Linked DNA regions of Rattus norvegicus: region 2 is linked to region 1. Evidence: chromatin contacts called from public Hi-C data. All regions are on one chromosome and are shown on one strand. The core of a region is the stretch at or near the end of the contact, and the rest is flanking DNA. Distances in the headings are between cores, read along the strand shown. Region 1 has its middle 7.8 kb from the start of Crp. Region 2 has its middle 37 kb from the start of Or10j5.

Region 1 (4,326 bases), core at 831-3,330:
CCCTACCACTATCCCTCTCTTAGTACACACATGAACTGGATTATCCTCCTGGAAAAAAATGAATAGAGGATGGAGATTCTGGATTTGAACATCTGTAATCCTTCTATCTCGGGTCCCTCTACCTTGACCTTAAATGTGCCACAGTCAGGATATTTCAGCTGGTAAACGATTTTCCAAAATTGCCCCCTTGGAGCCATGAATCAAAGCTCTAAGAGCAAAGAGAGTAAGATAAATCACAAAATGAGAGATCGATATGGGTTATTTATTAACGACTCCATGGTACAGGCTGGAGCTCCAGAAGCTGTATGTGGCATTGCCTGGTAAATTAGGACAGTCACATCCTGGGAAGAGACATAAAATATGGCAGGGAGGAGACTTTGTTCACAAAGGAAACCATTTAGCATTGCTTAGCGTAATGAAAAATTAGAAAATTGGGCACATTTAAGAAAACGGTATACACCGTCACCCTCTAAACAGAATGGAAGGGCCATTTAAAATGTTAGCTGCAAACTTTATGGTACAACATGGCAAACGTTTATAATTAGAAAGGAGAAAAAACATAAGATACTGCATGTAAAGAAGTAAATACTTTAGGGGAAAGGCAGTAATGCCAGAAGATAATGTGCTCCTATTGTGAGAGCAGAATTAGGTAGGATTTTCTCCTCCAACATTTCCATAATGTGCTTTAGTGCTACTAAAATGAGTGTGTGTGTGTGTGTGTGTGTGTGTGTGTGTGTGTGTGTGTGCATGTAATTAGAATCGCGGAAAGAGGGAATGCAGATGAGAGTCCTCGAGGCTCCAGAAACTAGTGTTTCGTTTTATGAGTAAGAATCCCAGTCTGGACGGACATTTATTTGACTTTGCACCCGATTGACTAAACCAGAGAATAGCATCAGCGAGACAGCATCCTTAAGATACAGGCATAAAATGAATATCCTAGTAAGAGCACCAGTGGAAGGGGAAGCCCTGGGTCCTGCTAAGACTGAACCCCCAGTGGACTAGATTGTTGGGGGGAGGGCGGCAAGGGGGGGAGGATGGGGAGGGGAACACCCATAAAGAAGGGGAGGGGGGAGGGGGATGTTTGCCCGGAAACTGGAAAAGGGAATAACACTCGAAATGTATATAAGAAATACTCAAGTTAATAAAAAAAAAAAAGATACAGGCATAAAAGTATTTTAAAATATGTAAATTCCATTCTAAAGGATTGTGAGATCATGTAAAAAAATGAATCAAGGGGCTGGGGATTTAGCTCAGTGGTTAGAGCGCTTACCTAGGAAGCACAAGGCCCTGGGTTCGGTCCCCAGCTCCGAAAAAAAGAACCAAAAAAAAAAATGAATCAAACTAATTTATCATGGTCTCATCACAGTTTTTCATTGATATTCAATGAGGAATTGGTAGCATTTCTCCATTGACTGACTAAAAAATTCAGATGTTGATTAACATATTCCAACCACACAACCAAAAAAAAATCACTATAAAAATAGTAGTCTGCTTATAGAATGGTTTCTTTTTAATAGTGAATCGTTAAATTTTCTTTTTAAATTGTCCTTTCCAAAGGACTTCTTACACCAGATTTTTTTTAAAAAGATGTGACTGGCTTGGTGTAATTGCTTCAGAAATTTAGCCCTTCCTCTCTTTTTGCCCACTTGCCCAATAAAAGAGATATACATTATGAAAACAGAAAAGGATTTTATGGAAAATAATACTTGAACAAAAAAAATATGTTTTCCCAGTGTGGAAATTGCTTTATTATTAACATCTGGGCTCTGCAGACAAGTCAATAAAATACAGCCTCCAACACTGGGAATGGATGCTGGAAAAATTATTGATTTCATGGAATCCACAACACCTCCAAAATTTGAACTACCTCCAAAATGGATATGCTGAACAAACCTTTAAAATGAAAGGGGGAGGAAGGGAGGGAGGGAGGGAGGGAGAGAGAGAGAAAGAGAGAGAGAGAGAGAGAGAGAGAGAGAGAGAGAGAGAGAGAGAGAGAGAGTCCCTGTGAACCAGTTAACAATCCCTGCTGGTTCCCAGCAGCTGCTGACACAGCTCTGTAACTGTTGGAATCATTTCAGGGAGCGTCGGGTACAATAAATCAGCCTCCAATGTGACCTGACCCTTCCCTCGGGCAGGTCGGCAGGAACCTCCTCTCTTTTCCTTAGAGTTTGTGATGATTCATAAAAAATATGTAAGGATCTGAGCTTTCCTAGACACCTTGGCATGTAGGATTCTCCCTGATTTAAAGCCTCTGTAGATGAGAGAAACACCCCAAAGTGCAGCAATCTGAGTAACAGTCTTCGGGAAAAGAAAAACACCCTGAGGCAAGGCAGGATGTTTGTCAATTCTGTGCAGCTTTATTGAATAAATAACATGAAAAACACCTGGCTGTCACTTTATTTGATCCTGGAGCAGCCTAGAATTCCTAGACCCCTGGAATCTTCTCAAAGCCACCAATCGACAAGAATAGCGGTACCCCATCCTCCACAGTGGACGACTTCGCTACACACTGGAATTATTTGAGCAAATTTATAAACATCGGCACCTGGGTCTCGTCACCGGAGACTCTAGTGTCATGATCTGGGTGAAGCCTTGGCTGTTAGGTCTTTGAAAGCTGGCCAGGTAACTCTAGCTGGCACCTAGAGTTGAGATCTACTGGTATGGAAGTCTCCACCATTCTGTGTCTGTGGAGAAGGCTTCATGGTAAGGCGTTGTCTGAGGCATTGATAATCTGGGGCAGAGAGTGGGTATTCCAGGTTGGAGAAGAATTTAACAGTGTGCCATGAGTATAGTCAGCCTAATGCTGTCTTAACATTGAGGCTGGATAGATAAGAACAAGACTTAGAATGGGGGTCTAGCTTGACTAGCAAGAGTGCTTGCCTTGCACAGGCTCTCAAGCTTGATACCCAGCACCAATCAAGGTAAAGTACCACATACACCTGTAACCCCAGAAATCAGAAGTTAACGGTCATCCTTGGTTATACTGTGATACTGAGGCTTAGGATGCAAAATACCCTGTCTCAAGAAAAACAAAAATTAAGTATGGGGGCTCCCTAAAGAAAGACACTTATCCCCATACCCCACTCTCCTTCCACTGTGGGCACAAGGGCAGGGGATAAGCCATGAGTAGTCAGAGGCTAAGAAAATTGATTAACCTCCTCAGACCTTGGTTTCTTTACATATAAAACAAAAATTAGCCGGGCATGATGGCACATACCTTTAACTCAGAGAGAGAAAAAAAAAAAAAAAGCAGGAAAATCTCTGTGAGTTTGAGGCCAACTTAATCTATGTAGTGAGTTCCAAGCCTAAAATAAATAAATAAATAAATAAATAAATAAATAAATAAATAAATAAATAAATATAAAAAAGGTAAGTACTCTGGCTCCTACAATCCATCAGGAGAACACGCCCCTCAAAATCAACTAAGGAGAGCTCGAAGGGGCTCTCAGAGATGGAAACTACAATCATGGCGCCTTCATGGGTCTGAGCTAAGGCCTCTGCATATATATTATGATTTATTTTGTGGGACTCCTTACAACGGGAGTGTGGCATGTCTCTGACCCTTTCACCTGCTCTTGGTACCTTTTCCCTCCTACCGGTTTGCCTGGTCCAACCTTGATACGAGAGTTTGTGCCTAGTCTTACTGTAATGTGTTATGCTGTGTTGGGTTAATGTATCTGGGAGGCCTGCTCTTTTCTGAAGGATCTGGGGAAGGCTGGGAGGAGTGAAGGGAGAGGAAGCTGTGGTCGGGATGTAATATATGAGAGAAGAATGAATACATAGGTGTTCATACATATATATATATATATATATATATATATATATATATATATATATATATTAAAAGAGAGAAAGTAAGTACTCTAAAACGAATCTTTACAAAATCTCCAAACAAGTGTGTTTAAAGGCCTCAGTGTCTAGTATACAATAAAAGCTCAGATCAGAATAAGGCACTTTTAGCTTCATTTCTGGGAGATGAGCTCACAGGAAACTCCTTGTCGCTGTAGCTCTTACAATCTACACACACACACACACACACACACACACACACACACACACACACACACTGCCTCCATTATGAAGTCCCATCAACACTGCTACCTAAACGAGACCTGAACAAGGGTGACACCAATAGATGTGCTAACACTGAAGGGAAAAACGCATGAGGCCTCAACCCTAGACAAAGAACTACAGGTAACTAAGGAATGCTGAGAGTGGGGACAGTGGAGAATAATGTTCCCCAGGAAAAAGCACACAGTTGGTTCTCCAATATCAAGTGGCCAGCCCTTAAACATACTGTGTAGTATTTTTTTTGTTCCCGTGTGT
Region 2 (4,326 bases), core at 1,037-3,536, 300 kb before region 1:
ATGCTCTATAGAAGAACGAATAATATTTAATAAGTTGATAATTAGGTAGAACAAGAATCAAAGCACAAGATCCATTTTAATGTATGTTAGCGTGTGACTGGGGGATAGAACGCGTGACCGAAGGAGATCGTGCATGCACGTTGGAGGGAAGCACATGTGGAGGTGATGGACCACTCTGTGATCTGCTTCTTCCACCTTGTGTTTGCTTCAGTGATCAAACTCAGGACTCCAGGCTTGCACAGCGAACACCTTGGCCTGCCGAGTCAGCTTGCCAGCTCCAGAATCTTATAGAGATGAAAAAACCAAAATATTCTGATAATTTTTGAGTCGATACTTTAAATTTTAAACCTAAAACAGAGAACTCACAAAACAAACCTAGCTAAACACCAGAAATCTGAGTAATCCTATGTGATAAAGAAATCAAATTATTTCAATACCTACTCTCCCCACCCCCTTACCTGCTCTCCCCACCCCCTTACCTGCTCCCCTGACTCCCTTACCTGTACTTTTTACTGTCTGTGACTTCACTTGCTCGTGGTTCAAAACATCAGAAAACAAGTTCCAGCAACAAACAACTCCTAGGTTTTAAACTGAGCACCGTTCTGAGCACCGTGATGTAATCCCTTGCTCTCTTACCCAAGCCCACCCATGTCTCGAACAGCATATCTACACTGTAGATGCTACCCCTCACTAGTCACCTACTAGCCATCCAATGAATTGCTGGGGTATTTCCGTACTTACGCTCATGAGTCTCCTACTGTACTTGATCATGGCCCCAAGGAAGAGGATTAATGACACCTAGAATGCAGACACACCCCGAAAGATCCAGAAGATGCTTTCTTTTAACTGAAATGTTAATATGCTACAATATTTTGACAGAAAGACTACACTCATGTGACTATTATCACAGTACACTATCATTGTTTCATTGATTATTCTTGTTAATCTCTTACTGAGCCTAATTTACAAATTAAGCCTCATAGTATTATGTGTGTGAAAGAAAAAAAGACAGACTTGGGAACTATTGATGGGTTCCCCAGGCACCCACTCCCCCAGTCTTTAACACACATCATATGGATAACAGGGAAAGTGGTATGTGTTAAAATCTGTCTACAAAGGAATCTGTCTACCAGACAACCAACTTAAAACACCAGTATTATTGTAAACACTTCTTCAGAGAATAAAAATGAAAGAACTTTTCCCAATTTATTTGTTCAGAACATCACCTAACGGCAGATACTGACAAGGAATGCTACAATGTGGGAGCTGAGTAATGCCTCAACAATTATGTTCTATTTATTCTAGGAATAAAAAAAATGGGGTGAACACTTTAAAATCAATCAACTTAATTCACCACAATTACAGAAATGAAAAGAAAACCATATCATCATCTCAACAGATACAGAAATCTAGCATCCATTCGTAATGATGAAACGGGTATCACTCCAACCCCAGAAGAGAGTTCTGCAAATGCATTGTAGAGCATTGATTTATTCTGCGGTATCATTCTGCCTGTACAAAATATATTTTGGCTTATTCCCTAATTCTCTGCTCCTTGGGGTAATAAAGAGCTGATTAATGGAGAACTTAATAACTGTACACAAAAGCCCTCTGTGAGGGGCAGTCGTTTCACGAGCTCAACAAGGCATTTAAAAATTAACTGAATGTAACAGGCGACTTGAAACACAAGCAACACAAAAAGAAGCTCCAGAAAGAAAAGGACAAGATCCTGATAACGATGCAATTCAAATGCCAGTCACATTTGTTTCTCGGAGCTTTGGACAAAGCTTGGTGACATTAAAGCACTTCACTCTAGGGTTCAGAGGTGAACTCTATTGTACTGATTTTAAAATACCAGCACTGGAGATTTATCTTAGATACATGCAAGACACAGAAAGGTAGACAGTTAATTACTTCCACAAAGAGCTAGCTGGTCTTATAAAAGTGAAAAAAGAACTAATTTGGGGGAGGAAAGACCCCAATGGCAAGGGACGATAAAGGGAGTGAGTATGTACAAAGACTATGAGATACATGTCTCATGTTGTCATGAAGACTTGCTGTGTATGCTAACTGACATTTTTCAATTAAAAAGAATAAGAATAAAATAGAAGCGTTGTTTTGGAACTCATTTCAATAAGAGAGGTATACCCCTTCCCCAGGACAGGTTGGGATGACCCAGTGCAAACCATTCCCGATATAGTTTTCCTTACCAGGCCTATCTATGGGCTCAGAGCCCAGCAAGTCCTAAAGAAGGCTTTAAAAGCAAACACCAGCAAGCACTGGGGTAGACAAAGTTTTGGTGGTTTTGGAACCAGTATTTCAACCTCATTGTGTAAGCCGCATTCCCCAGTTCTGGGTCTAATGAGGTCCATTCCATGTCCTTGCACTACGCATCAAAAGAAAGGGGCTCGCAGATAGGAAGTCAGGTACCGCTCAACAGCAAATTAAATTTCTGCAGCTTTCTCCAGCTGTAGAACCAACTTCACCTGGTAATCAATGTATTCTCTAGGGACTAAAAACCTCTTCCTGAGCGTGTTTAAGAAGAGAAAGGCAGAAAAATATTTACCCAACAAAATGTCAGGGGAGGAAAACAGAGATCGGATCATTTTATTAACTGTTTCTTTCCCCCCTAATATCATGCATCCTCTATGGTAACCCCTGCAAACGCCAAGACCAGAAACCCTGCAGGCATGGATGGCACGGCAACCTGGAAAGGTGCTAAGGGCCTTACCCTTAAAGTGGGAGAATCTATCATTGAGCTCAGATCTTGCAGGGTCTCCATGACTGGGTGAGACGTGCAAGGGATTATAGTGTATCAATAATTTGTGAACGATTTTTTAGTTCTCTTCTCAGGTGCCAAGAGTTTGAGATTCTCAAATGTAGGAAGAGATGACCTTTGGCTGACAAATCGATGGTAGTTAATTATTAAAAAGTACCATTACAGCCTGTATCCCAACCTTCAGGGGCGTACATTCCAGTAATGAGAAGAGATCCAGAATCATTCGAAAGCATTCGTATCAGAAAACGGCCAGAATGTAGATGGGTGTAACTTATTAATAACTCACTGTACCAGGAGCCCAGATTTGGAGCCCGTTGTTTCTCACCCAAAGAATAGGTCCTCTTGGCTTCTTGTATCATGGCCTGTTCTCTTAAATCCTAGGAGGGAAGCCCCGGGTTCGTTCGTTCTCTCTCTCTCTCTCTCTCTCTCTCTCTCTCTCTCTCTCTCTCTCTCTCTCTCTCTCTCTCTCTCTGGCTCCCACCCTCTCTCTCAGTCTCTCTTCCTAGTGCTTGCTGCCTGCTCGCAGTTATGTTTCAGGATTGCTAGCACAAAGAAATGTACAGCCCGCCACTCTATCAGAAGCCTACACTTCCTCTGCACTGTCCGTTAATGATCAGTTCTCCCTCGGCCTTCCGCCCATCATTTCATCAGAGTTCTTTTTTTTTTTTTTTTTTTTGGTTCTTTTTTTCGGAGCTGGGGACTGAACCCAGGGCCTTGCGCTTGCTAGGCAAGCGCTCTACCACTGAGCTAAATCCCCAACCCCTCATCAGAGTTCTTTTTTTTTTTTAATTTTATTTTTTTTTTATTAACTTGAGTATTTCTTATATACATTTCAAGTGTTATTCCCTTTGCCGGTTTCCGGTCAAAATCCCCCTCCCCCCTCCCCTTCCTTATGGGTGTTCCCCTCCCAACCCTCCCCCCATTGCCGCCCTCCCCCCATAGTCTAGTTCACTGGGGGTTCAGTCTTAGCAGGACCCAGGGCTTCCCCTTCCACTGGTGCTCTTACTAGGATATTCATTGCTACCTATGGGGTCAGAGTCCAGGGTCAGTCCATATATAGTCTTTAGGTAGTGGCTTAGTCCCTGGAAGCTCTGGTTGCTTGACATTGTTGTACTTTTGGGGTCTCGAGCCCCTTCAAGCTCTTCCAGTTCTTTCTCTGATTCCTTCAATAGGGGACCTATTCTCAGCTCAGTGGTTTGCTGCTGGCATTCGCCTCTGTATTTGCTGTATTCTGGCTGTGTCTCTCAGGAGCGATCTACATCCGGCTCCTGTCGGTCTGCACTTCTTTGCTTCATCCATCTTGTCCAATTGGGTGGCTGTATATGTATGGGCCACCTGTGGGGCAGGCTCTGAATGGGTGTTCCTTCAGTCTCTGTTTTAATCTTTGCCTCTCCCTTCCCAGCCAAGGGTATTCTTTTTCCTCATTTAAAGAAGGAGTGAAGCATTCACATTTTGATCATCCGTCTTGAGTTTCGTTTGTTCTAGGGATCTAGGGTAATTCAAGCATTTGGGCTAATAGCCACTTATCAATGAGTGCATACCATGTA

The links. A called contact is a pair of places that touch in the nucleus more often than the background predicts.
Region 2: a contact with region 1 is called in a Hi-C map of liver, with 4 times the contacts expected there. The contact joins two enhancer-like sites. A contact is called at or near these places in 3 of 12 Hi-C or Micro-C datasets (kidney and liver).

The regions. Positions count from the first base shown.
Region 1 is chr13:87,699,670-87,703,995 of GRCr8, reverse strand. No RefSeq gene overlaps it. Among named protein-coding and RNA genes, the nearest start is that of Crp, 7.8 kb to the right of the region's middle. Within about 2 kb of position 2,080, at least 1 of the 93 cell types and tissues checked has an H3K27ac peak or open chromatin away from gene starts, as enhancers often do. A contact at or near this core is called in liver, where this site is marked.
Region 2 is chr13:87,997,686-88,002,011 of GRCr8, reverse strand. No RefSeq gene overlaps it. Among named protein-coding and RNA genes, the nearest start is that of Or10j5, 37 kb to the right of the region's middle. Within about 2 kb of position 2,286, at least 1 of the 93 cell types and tissues checked has an H3K27ac peak or open chromatin away from gene starts, as enhancers often do. A contact at or near this core is called in liver, where this site is marked.